Linked DNA regions of Macaca mulatta: region 1 is linked to region 2. Evidence: chromatin contacts called from public Hi-C data. All regions are on one chromosome and are shown on one strand. The core of a region is the stretch at or near the end of the contact, and the rest is flanking DNA. Distances in the headings are between cores, read along the strand shown. Region 1 holds the start of UPK2 (uroplakin 2). Region 2 holds the start of DDX6 (DEAD-box helicase 6).

The links. Hi-C and Micro-C count contacts between places; a contact is called where the count stands out from the background.
Region 1: a Hi-C map of fetal cortex germinal zone shows a contact between it and region 2, with 2.0 times the contacts expected there. The contact joins the promoter of UPK2 here to the promoter of DDX6 in region 2. A contact is called at or near these places in 2 of 14 Hi-C or Micro-C datasets (fetal cortex germinal zone and fetal cortical plate).

Annotation. Positions count from the first base shown.
Region 1 is chr14:119,641,173-119,645,477 of T2T-MMU8v2.0, forward strand. It overlaps UPK2 (uroplakin 2), which reads left to right and starts at 1,836. Exons shown (of 5, transcript XM_001095616.5): 1 at 1,836-2,789; 2 at 3,250-3,381; 3 at 3,558-3,696; 4 at 3,951-4,021. The coding sequence starts at 2,714.
Region 2 is chr14:119,471,007-119,475,188 of T2T-MMU8v2.0, forward strand. DDX6 (DEAD-box helicase 6) reads right to left here and starts at 2,465. Exons shown (of 14, transcript XM_015115880.3): 1 at 2,399-2,465.

The sequences.
Region 1 (4,305 bases), core at 586-3,085, 170 kb after region 2:
GCTCACGCCTGTAATCCCAACACTCTGGGAGGCCAAGGTGGGTGGATCACCTGTGGTCAGGAGTTTGAGACTGGCCTGGCCAACATGGTGAAACCTCATCTCTACTAAAAATACAAAAATTAGCTGGGTGTGGCTGGGCACAGTGGCTCATGCCTATAATCCCATCACTTTGGGAGGCCAAGGCTGGTGGATCACCTGAAGTCAGGAGTTCGAGACCAGCCTGACCAACATGGAGAAACCCCATCTCTACTAAAAATACAAAATTAGCTGGGCGTGGTGGCGCAAGCCTGTAATCCCAGCTACTCGGGAGGCTGAGGCAGGAGAATCGTTTGAACTTGGGAGGCGGAGGTCACAGTGAGCCAAGATTGCACCATTGCACTCTAGCGTAGGCAACAAGAGTGAAATTCGTCTAAAAAAAAAATTAGCCAGGTGTGGTGGCAGGCGCCTGTAATCCCAGCTACTCCGGAGGATGAGGTTGTAGTGAGCTGAGATCGCACCACTGCACTCCAGCTTGGATGACAGAGATTCTGTCTCCAAAAAAAAAAAAAAAAAAAGGAAAGAAAGAAAAGAAAAGAAATGCAGCCAGGCGCGGTGGCTCACGCCTGTAATCCCAGCACTTGGCCAAGGCGGGCGGATCATCTGAGGTCAAGAGTTTGAGATCAGCCTGACCAACATGGAGAAACCCTGTCTCTACTAAAAATTCAAAATTAGCCGGGAGTGGTGGTGCATGACTATAATCCCAGTTACTCGGAAGGCTAAGGCAGAAGAATCGTTTGAACCCTGGAGGCGGAGGTTGCAGTGAGCTGAGACCACGCCACTGCACTCCAGCCTGGACAACACAGTGAGACTCTGTCTCAAAAAAAAAAAAAAAAATGCAGAATTTCAGGCTTCACCCCAGACCCATCACATGACTGCATGATAAGCTGCATCCTAACAAGATCCCTGGTAATTCATATACACATTAAATTTGGAGAAGCCCTGGCTTAAGACCCTCCTACTCTCTGCTTAGGCCCATGAGTTCTTCCTTTACTGTCATTCTCCACTCACCCCAAACTTTGAGCCTACCCTTCCCACCTTGGCGGTAAGGACACAACCTCCCTCACATTCCTACCAGGACCCCAACCTTCCCTGGGACTGAGGAAGATAGAATAGTTCATAGAGCAAACGGTTATACAGCAACAGTCTCTGTACAGCTCTCAGGCTTCTGGAAGTTCTACAGCTTCTCCCGACAAGGTATTCCACTTTCCACAAGTAACTCTATGTGTCTGAGTCTCAGTTTCCACTTCTCTCTCTCTCTCAATTTTCTGAGACAGAGTTTCACTCAGTTGCCCAGCCTGGAGCGCAGTGGCACAATCTCGGCTCACTGCAACCTCCACCTCCCAGGTTCAAGCGATTCTCCTGCCTCAGCCTCCTGAGTAGCTGGGATTACAGGCGCACGCCACCACGCCAGGCTAGTTTTTGTATTTTTAGTAGAGATGAGGTTTCGCCATATTGGCCAGGCTGATCTCAAACTCCTGACCTCAGGTGATCCGCCCACCTCAGCCTCCCAAACTGCTGGGATTACAGGCATAAGCCACCATGCCTGGCCGATCTCTTTTTTATTTTAATAGAGATCAGTCTCTCTGTGTTGCCTAGGCTGGTCTTGAGCTCCTGGCCTCGAGTGATCCTCCCACCTTGGCCTCCCAAAGTGTTGGGATTACAGGCATGAGCCACCGTGCCTGGCCTCAGTTCTACTTCTACAAAAGGAAGTCAATACCATCTACCACCCAGGATGGCTGTAGGCCTACAACGGAGCACACAGAACCCCTGCCCAGGGCCCAGAAGAAGTCCTGACTCCTCTCCTCTCCCTCTGCTCAGAACTCCTCTGCTTCTCTCTGACGTAGCCCAGGGCTGGAGGAGGCAGTCAGAAAGTTCTCTCTCTTTTTCCTGTTCTCTTACGAGGTCTCTTTCCTTCATTCTCAGTTCAACAAATGGTTGCTGCCCAAGGCTGACTGTGCACACCCCCTACCCCTGCTGGCCGGGTCAACATCTGTCTCTCTGGTCTCTCCAGAAGTCTTCTATGGCCACCTTCGTCCCCACCCTCCAGAGGAATCTGAAACCGCATGTGCTCCCTGGCCCCCACAGCCCCTGCCTCTCCCAGAGCAGCAGTACCTGAGCCTCAGTGCACTCCAATAATTAAAACCCTTGGTCTGCTGCCCCTCCCCACCAGAATGTTTCTCTCCCATTTTTGCCCACTCAAGGCCCTTTCAGTAGCCCCTTGGAGTATTCTCTTCCTACATACTGGGGCAACTTCCAAACTCATCACCCTTCTGAGGGGTGGGGAAAGACACCCACCACACTGGGGGAGCAGTCCCCCAGGGACAGGACAGGCTCCAGATGCCTGTGCACACAGGAACACTGCCTTACGCACGGGAGTCCCAGAAGAAGGGGTGATTTCTTTCCCCACCTTAGTTACCCAGCTCTCGGCAGCTGGCTACGCCACCAGGATCCAGCCAGGGCGTCCCCCTTCCTGGCCTGAGGGCCAGCTCCCCATCCTGAAAAACCTGTCTGCTCCCCCTACCCCTTTGAGGCCATAGGGCCCAAGGGGCAGGTTGGACTGGATTCCCCTCCGGCCCCTCCCACCCCCAGGACAAAATCAGCCATCCCAGGGGCAGGGCCTCACTTGCCTCAGGAACCCCAGCCTGCCAGCACCTGTTCTACCTCCCAGCCCAGCATGGCACCCCTGCTGCCCATCCAGACCTTGCCCTTGATCCTGATTCTGCTGGCTGTGCTGTCCCCAGGGACTGCAGGTCTCTTCCATCTCTGGCAGGGGTGGGAAGGGGGCTGGGGGCCTGGACAGGGAGCACTGTACCTTCCAGGGCTCTCAAAGAGAGGTCTGGACAGTTGGGAGTCAGAGCTGGTGATGGCAGTGACTGGGTATCAGACACTGGGCTCAGGGTACACTCTTGATCCTCCTCCAGACCTAGGAGGCAGAGACGTGTGGGCAAGGATCCCCCAAGGCTGCAGGTAGGGGTGAGGTTGGGCGCTGCCCGGCTCCTGGCATCCAGGATCTGGCTCTGGGGACCGCTTTGTGGAGGGTGCAGCTTCTGCAGCCCAAGCCTGCCACCTGGTGGTCATACCGGCACAGGCCTGGCTGTTCTGCCCAGGGTTCACAGAGTGGAAAGGGAGATGACTCCAATGGGACAGGGCCAGATCTGTTGGCCAGGAGGGGGCCAATCCCCATTGGAGCTCCCTCCTGCCTCCCATCAGACTTCAACATCTCAAGCCTCTCTGGTCTGCTGTCCCCGGCACTAACGGAGAGCCTGCTGGTTGCCTTGCCCCCCTGTCACCTCACAGGAGGCAATGCCACACTGACAGTCCGGAGAGCCAATGACAGCAAAGGTCTGCTACCCCTTCCTGCCACCCCTTCCTGCGACACCCCCTGTGCCCCTTTCCCCATTCATGCCTTCCTGTCCACCCCTCTCCTGGGGCACCCGTACTCTAAAAGCTGCCCCTTCTCCTTGGGGCCTCCAAGGAGAACCTTGACCCAGCCTTCTCCTCCCCCCACTTCTGCCCAGTGGTAAAGTCCAGTTTTGTGGTGCCTCCGTGCCGTGGGCGCAGGGAACTGGTGAGTGTGGTGGACAGTGGTGCTGGCTTCACAGTCACTCGGCTCAGTGCATACCAGGTGACAAACCTCGTGCCAGGAACAAAATACTAGTAGGTACCGGGTCCAGCCTGGGGCACCTAGGGAAGGGGTTGCAGGAAGAGAAGCTAGTGTGGGGGAGATCTGGTGGGCATGGGGAGAGAGTGAGGGCACAGCAAAAGGGGGTGAAAGCTGGGCCTCTAGTGGAGGAATGCAAACTGGGGAGACACAGCTGTGAGGGCAGATGGCCCAGGCTGGAGTCCCTCTTCCTGTAAGTCCCAGATACTCACTGAGGGTTCTCCACTCTCTCCCAAACCCACCACAAAAGCATTTCCTACCTAGTGAAGAAGGGAACAGCCACTGAGTCTAGCAGAGAGATCCCAATGTCCACACTCCCTCGTAAGTAACACTCCTACCTTCCTTTCCCATCTCAGCGGCCACAAAAGTTTCCCTGGCCATTTCTGCCTCATCCCCAGTCTGGGTTGCCTGTGCCTCCCCGTGCGCCCTCAGGGCCCCTGCTTACCTTTATCCTAGCACAGAGCCTTTGGCATGGCTACTGCACACTCAGCTAAAGGTTCCTTGTGGGCAGGGACTGTGTTCTTAACCTTTCCTCAGCAGCTGACGTAGGAGATGCTTCATAAATGTCTATGTGATGGGTGTTTGGATCCATCAGCTGGTTGGTT
Region 2 (4,182 bases), core at 1,215-3,714:
AGACATGTTGCCCAGGGTGGAGTGCAGTGGCCCGATCTCAGCTGACTGCAACCTCCACCTCGTGGGTTCAAGCGATCCTCATGCCTTAGCTTCCCAAGTAGCTGGGTGGGATTACAGTCCGGCTAACTTTTGTATTTTTCAGTAGAGACGGGGTGTTATCAAGTTGGCCAGGCTGGTCTCAAGACTCCTGACCTCAAATATCTGCCCGCTTTAGCCTTCCAAAGTGCTAGGATTACAGGCGAGAGCCACCGTGCCCGGCTGAAATCTTAATTGTAGTTAATAAAAACATACAAAGACCCGAAAACAAAGCCCTACTCTGTTGGCTTTTGATTTAACCCCGTTACATGGCTTTTTTGTTTTTGTTTTTGAGGCGGAGTCTCGCTCTGTCACGCAGGTTGGAGTGCAGTGGCACTATCTCGGCTCACTGCAACCGCCGCCTACTGCGTTCAAGCGATTCTCCTGTCTCAGCTTCCAGAGTAGCTGGGATTACAGGCGCCCGCCACCACGCGCAGCTAAATTTTTTGTATATTTAGGAGAGACGGGGTTTTGCCATGTTGGCCAGGCTAGTATCGAACTCCTGACCTCAGCTGATCCGCCTGCCTTGGTTGGCCTCCAAGGTGCTGGGATTACATGCGTGAGCCACCGCACCCAGCAACCCCGTCACATTTCTTACATAAAATACACAGCTTACGAGTGCTGATTCTTTCTGCCATACACCAAGGCATGTGAAACTCAAAATTTTAAAGTCAACAGATCTCAAAATTTATGAGAAAATGCTCCTTGATTATGCCTTCCTTAAAAAAAAAAAAAAAAAGAACAAGTTGCTCACAAGCAAATCCTGATTATCACATACACAAAGTTGTTTACTTTAAAGTCCTTCTGACATCTTAAGCAGATATGGTTAACAGCTACTTTCCTGTATTGACGGGTTTATATTATGATCAGCGACATCACGCAGTTCACACAGAGACTTAGCTGTTTGCAGAGCACTAAGAGGATGAAAAGGGCAACCTCTAAAGACCGAACGATATCATCATTACTGTCCATCATGCACAGTAAGACCTATATCCTTAAATCCAAAATGAGACTATGTGATAACTGCTCCCTTAAACTGAAACCTGCACTGCAGCTTTGTCTCAGAGAAGGAAATATTCCTCCTATTCCTTCCCAATTTATATTTTCAAGTTATCTTTCTCCATTTTCAAAACAAAACAAAACACAAAAAAACGAGAAACAGACTAGAAACGTAGACTAGTTGGGAGGAGCCCCTAGCGGAGTTAATTACAGCACTTCTCAGATCATAGTTAGCAATTGACAGTTTCACACCCAAAACAGTATCGTCATCGCCAACAAGAGCTTTTGTTTGCAAATGCAGCGCAGTTTTTCTAAGCTTTGCCTGCAAGTTGGAGTGACTGGGTTTTATTCTGAAGGGAAAGGGGGGCTGTGGAAGGGAAAAGAAAGAGATAAGGGAAAGAGACAAGTCAATGACTGGAGCCCCACAATTGTAGGGAAATTTCTTGCCCTCCCCCCTGCTGCCCCTCGCCCCAAACACACACACGTCAAGTCAGCTCCCTCTGACCATAAACACAAAAGGTTGGGCTCTGCAATCCTATCTGCGCAATATGAACCGGCAACCAGCTCCATCAGTAGCAAACAATAGGGACTCCCCCAAGAAGGCCCCAAAGGGACCCCCCAACCCAGAAATCCCCCTCCTTTCCTCCAAGAGTCTGGGGCTCCATATACACCCTCTTGTTATTGACCTGCAAGGCCTACCGCAATCAAGCAGCGGTCAGTTCGCTTCTAAACCGAGCCTTCCAATACAGCATGTCCCTGCCGCCCCCTATAGGGCCGCCTCGTACCCTATAACCTCCACCATCATCCCCCTAAGTCCTTGCCGCCCCCTTCGGCCTCATATTCCCTCATCTTCGATAAAGCTCCTCCGAGTACTTAGCCTGCTCCTCCTGCCGACCCTGCCGCGCACCACATTCCTATATTCGCCTCCTCTCAGGCGCCCCCACCCCACACAGCTGCCGCCCGCCTTCCTCCCCAGGCCCGGCCAGGCCTTAGGCCTCCGCCCAAGAGAGTCCCCCAGAGCCGGCCCGGGAGACTCCCCGCAGCCCCCACAGCGCCGCTGACCTCGACCCCACCACCTCACCCCAGGCCTCGCGGCTCGGGCCCGTGTCCTACCAAGGAGGCCACTCCCGCTCGGCACCCTCGGTCCTTTATTGTTGACTCGAAGCTCCCAAAATGGCGGCCGCTCCTTCCTCCTCGGAAACCTCCGCCCGCCCCCACTCGGCCCCCTCGCTACGGCCTCCTCCCGCCCCCGCCCCCACCCGGCTCCGAGGGGCGCGCAGCCCAGCCGCCCGCGCCGCCGGCTCCCCCGGCCGTCCAGCCCTACCTCCTCCGCTGCCCGCTCTCGTGGCGCCGCCGAAGTCGCCGCCGGGCTGAGCTAACTCGGCTCCTCTGTCCCCTCCCTCGCTCGCCCGTTCGCCTGCCCGCCGCCTCCTCCCTCTTTCCCTGCCTCTCCGCATGGCGGCGACCGCGGCTCCTCCTCCACTCAAGATGGCGAAACCTCGGCCGCCGCGGCTACATCCGCCGCGGCGTCACTGCCTTCCCGGCCTGGTGGTGAGAGGAAGCCGGGCCGCAAAAGCCTCCTGAGGAGAAAATGGAGGGCCCTTCTCTCACACCGACGAGAAAAGTTCGAGGGGGAAATATGAGTTCCTTTCTGAAGGGACAGGACGGCTGCTTTTCCACAGCTGCGAAGTGATTGGGGAATGGTGGCTGGCAAGGGTAGCCCTGCCTTCGCCCCTCCAAAGTAAAAATAGGGAGTTGAGACCAGAGGAGCATCTCTTTATTACATGTCTAAGGCTATGTTTTGAAAACTGGCCCCCGGGCAGCTGCTTGGGGACAGGAAGCTGACCTGACTTCTCGTGCTAGCCGGGGAGGCTGATGCCGGGCGTAAGGGGCCGCGTCCATCCAGGAAGGCGCGGGACTAGCGGCCCGGAGACGCGGGGCACGCGTCTGAGTGTGGGGGCCGGAAGGGGGGCCGACCGGGCCTGGAGGCCGCGACAGGCAGGAGGGAGGACTCCAGGGAGCGCGCGGGGGGCGCTTCGCGGAGGGGCAGGGCGGGCCAGTAGGGCGCGCCTGGCTAGGGGAAGGCTCCGGGCTTGAAAGTGCGCCTGGGGGGCTGGTTGGGGGTGGGGGCAGGCACCGGGCTTGAGGGTGTGCCTGGGCGGGGGAAGGCTCCAGGCAAGAGGGCGCGCCTGCGGGTTGTATGGGGGGGTACACCGAGCTTGAGGGTGCGCCCCAGGGGCTCTCATGTGAAGTGTACTAGGCTTGAGGGCGCCCCTGTGGGGCCGGGTGGGGCAAAGGCACCGAGCTTGAGGGTGCGCCTCGGGGGGCCGCGGGGGGAAGGCACCGGGCTTGAGCGTGCGCCGGGAGAGGACGGCGGGGGACCGGACTGTGAGGGCGTATCTTGGGGGACCTGTTGGGGAGGAACCGGGAGGTGAAGGCACAGCTGGGGATGAGGTGGGGGCAGGGGCCGGGCTGTGAGAGTGCGACTGAGGGGGATTACTCCGGAACGCATGGAGCAGGGGTAGCTCACCGGAGTGGTGGGGGGAGAAGCTGGACTGTAAAGTGAGGAGTTGATAGGGCGCAACCCTCTTCTCCTGCCGTCGAAGGGCAAGACTCAAGAACTCAAGAAAGTGGGAGCGGAGGAGGCCGGGCCCTCCCCCAAAGGGAGGGAAGCTACTGAATCGTCCGTTATAATGGAAGTAGGAATTCAGTAAGGAAATGGAGAACCTGAAGGCAGAGGGTGATTCCTCCTGGCTGACCCTCACTATAAAGATATTTATTTATCTTTCCATAATTACTTTTCAGATCCCAATGTCTCTGTTTATCCTTGACAGAAATAATAGAACTGCTGTCTTCTTCCAAGTTAAACAAAACTTTGGAGTTAAAAGCTAACTAGGTCAAGCGAAACAATATCTGGGTCTCGCCCAATTGAGAGACTTGAGTATACAAAGAATGGCCAAACCTATCCATGACCTCCTACCCATGACCTCTGCAGTAATCTGCCCAGAATGGTCAGGACTTGATCTTTAGCTGGCCGCTTCCCTATTTCTTGCCCCTGCTTCCAGCTCTGGGCCAATCAGAGAAAGCCAAATGTGCTCCTCACACCAA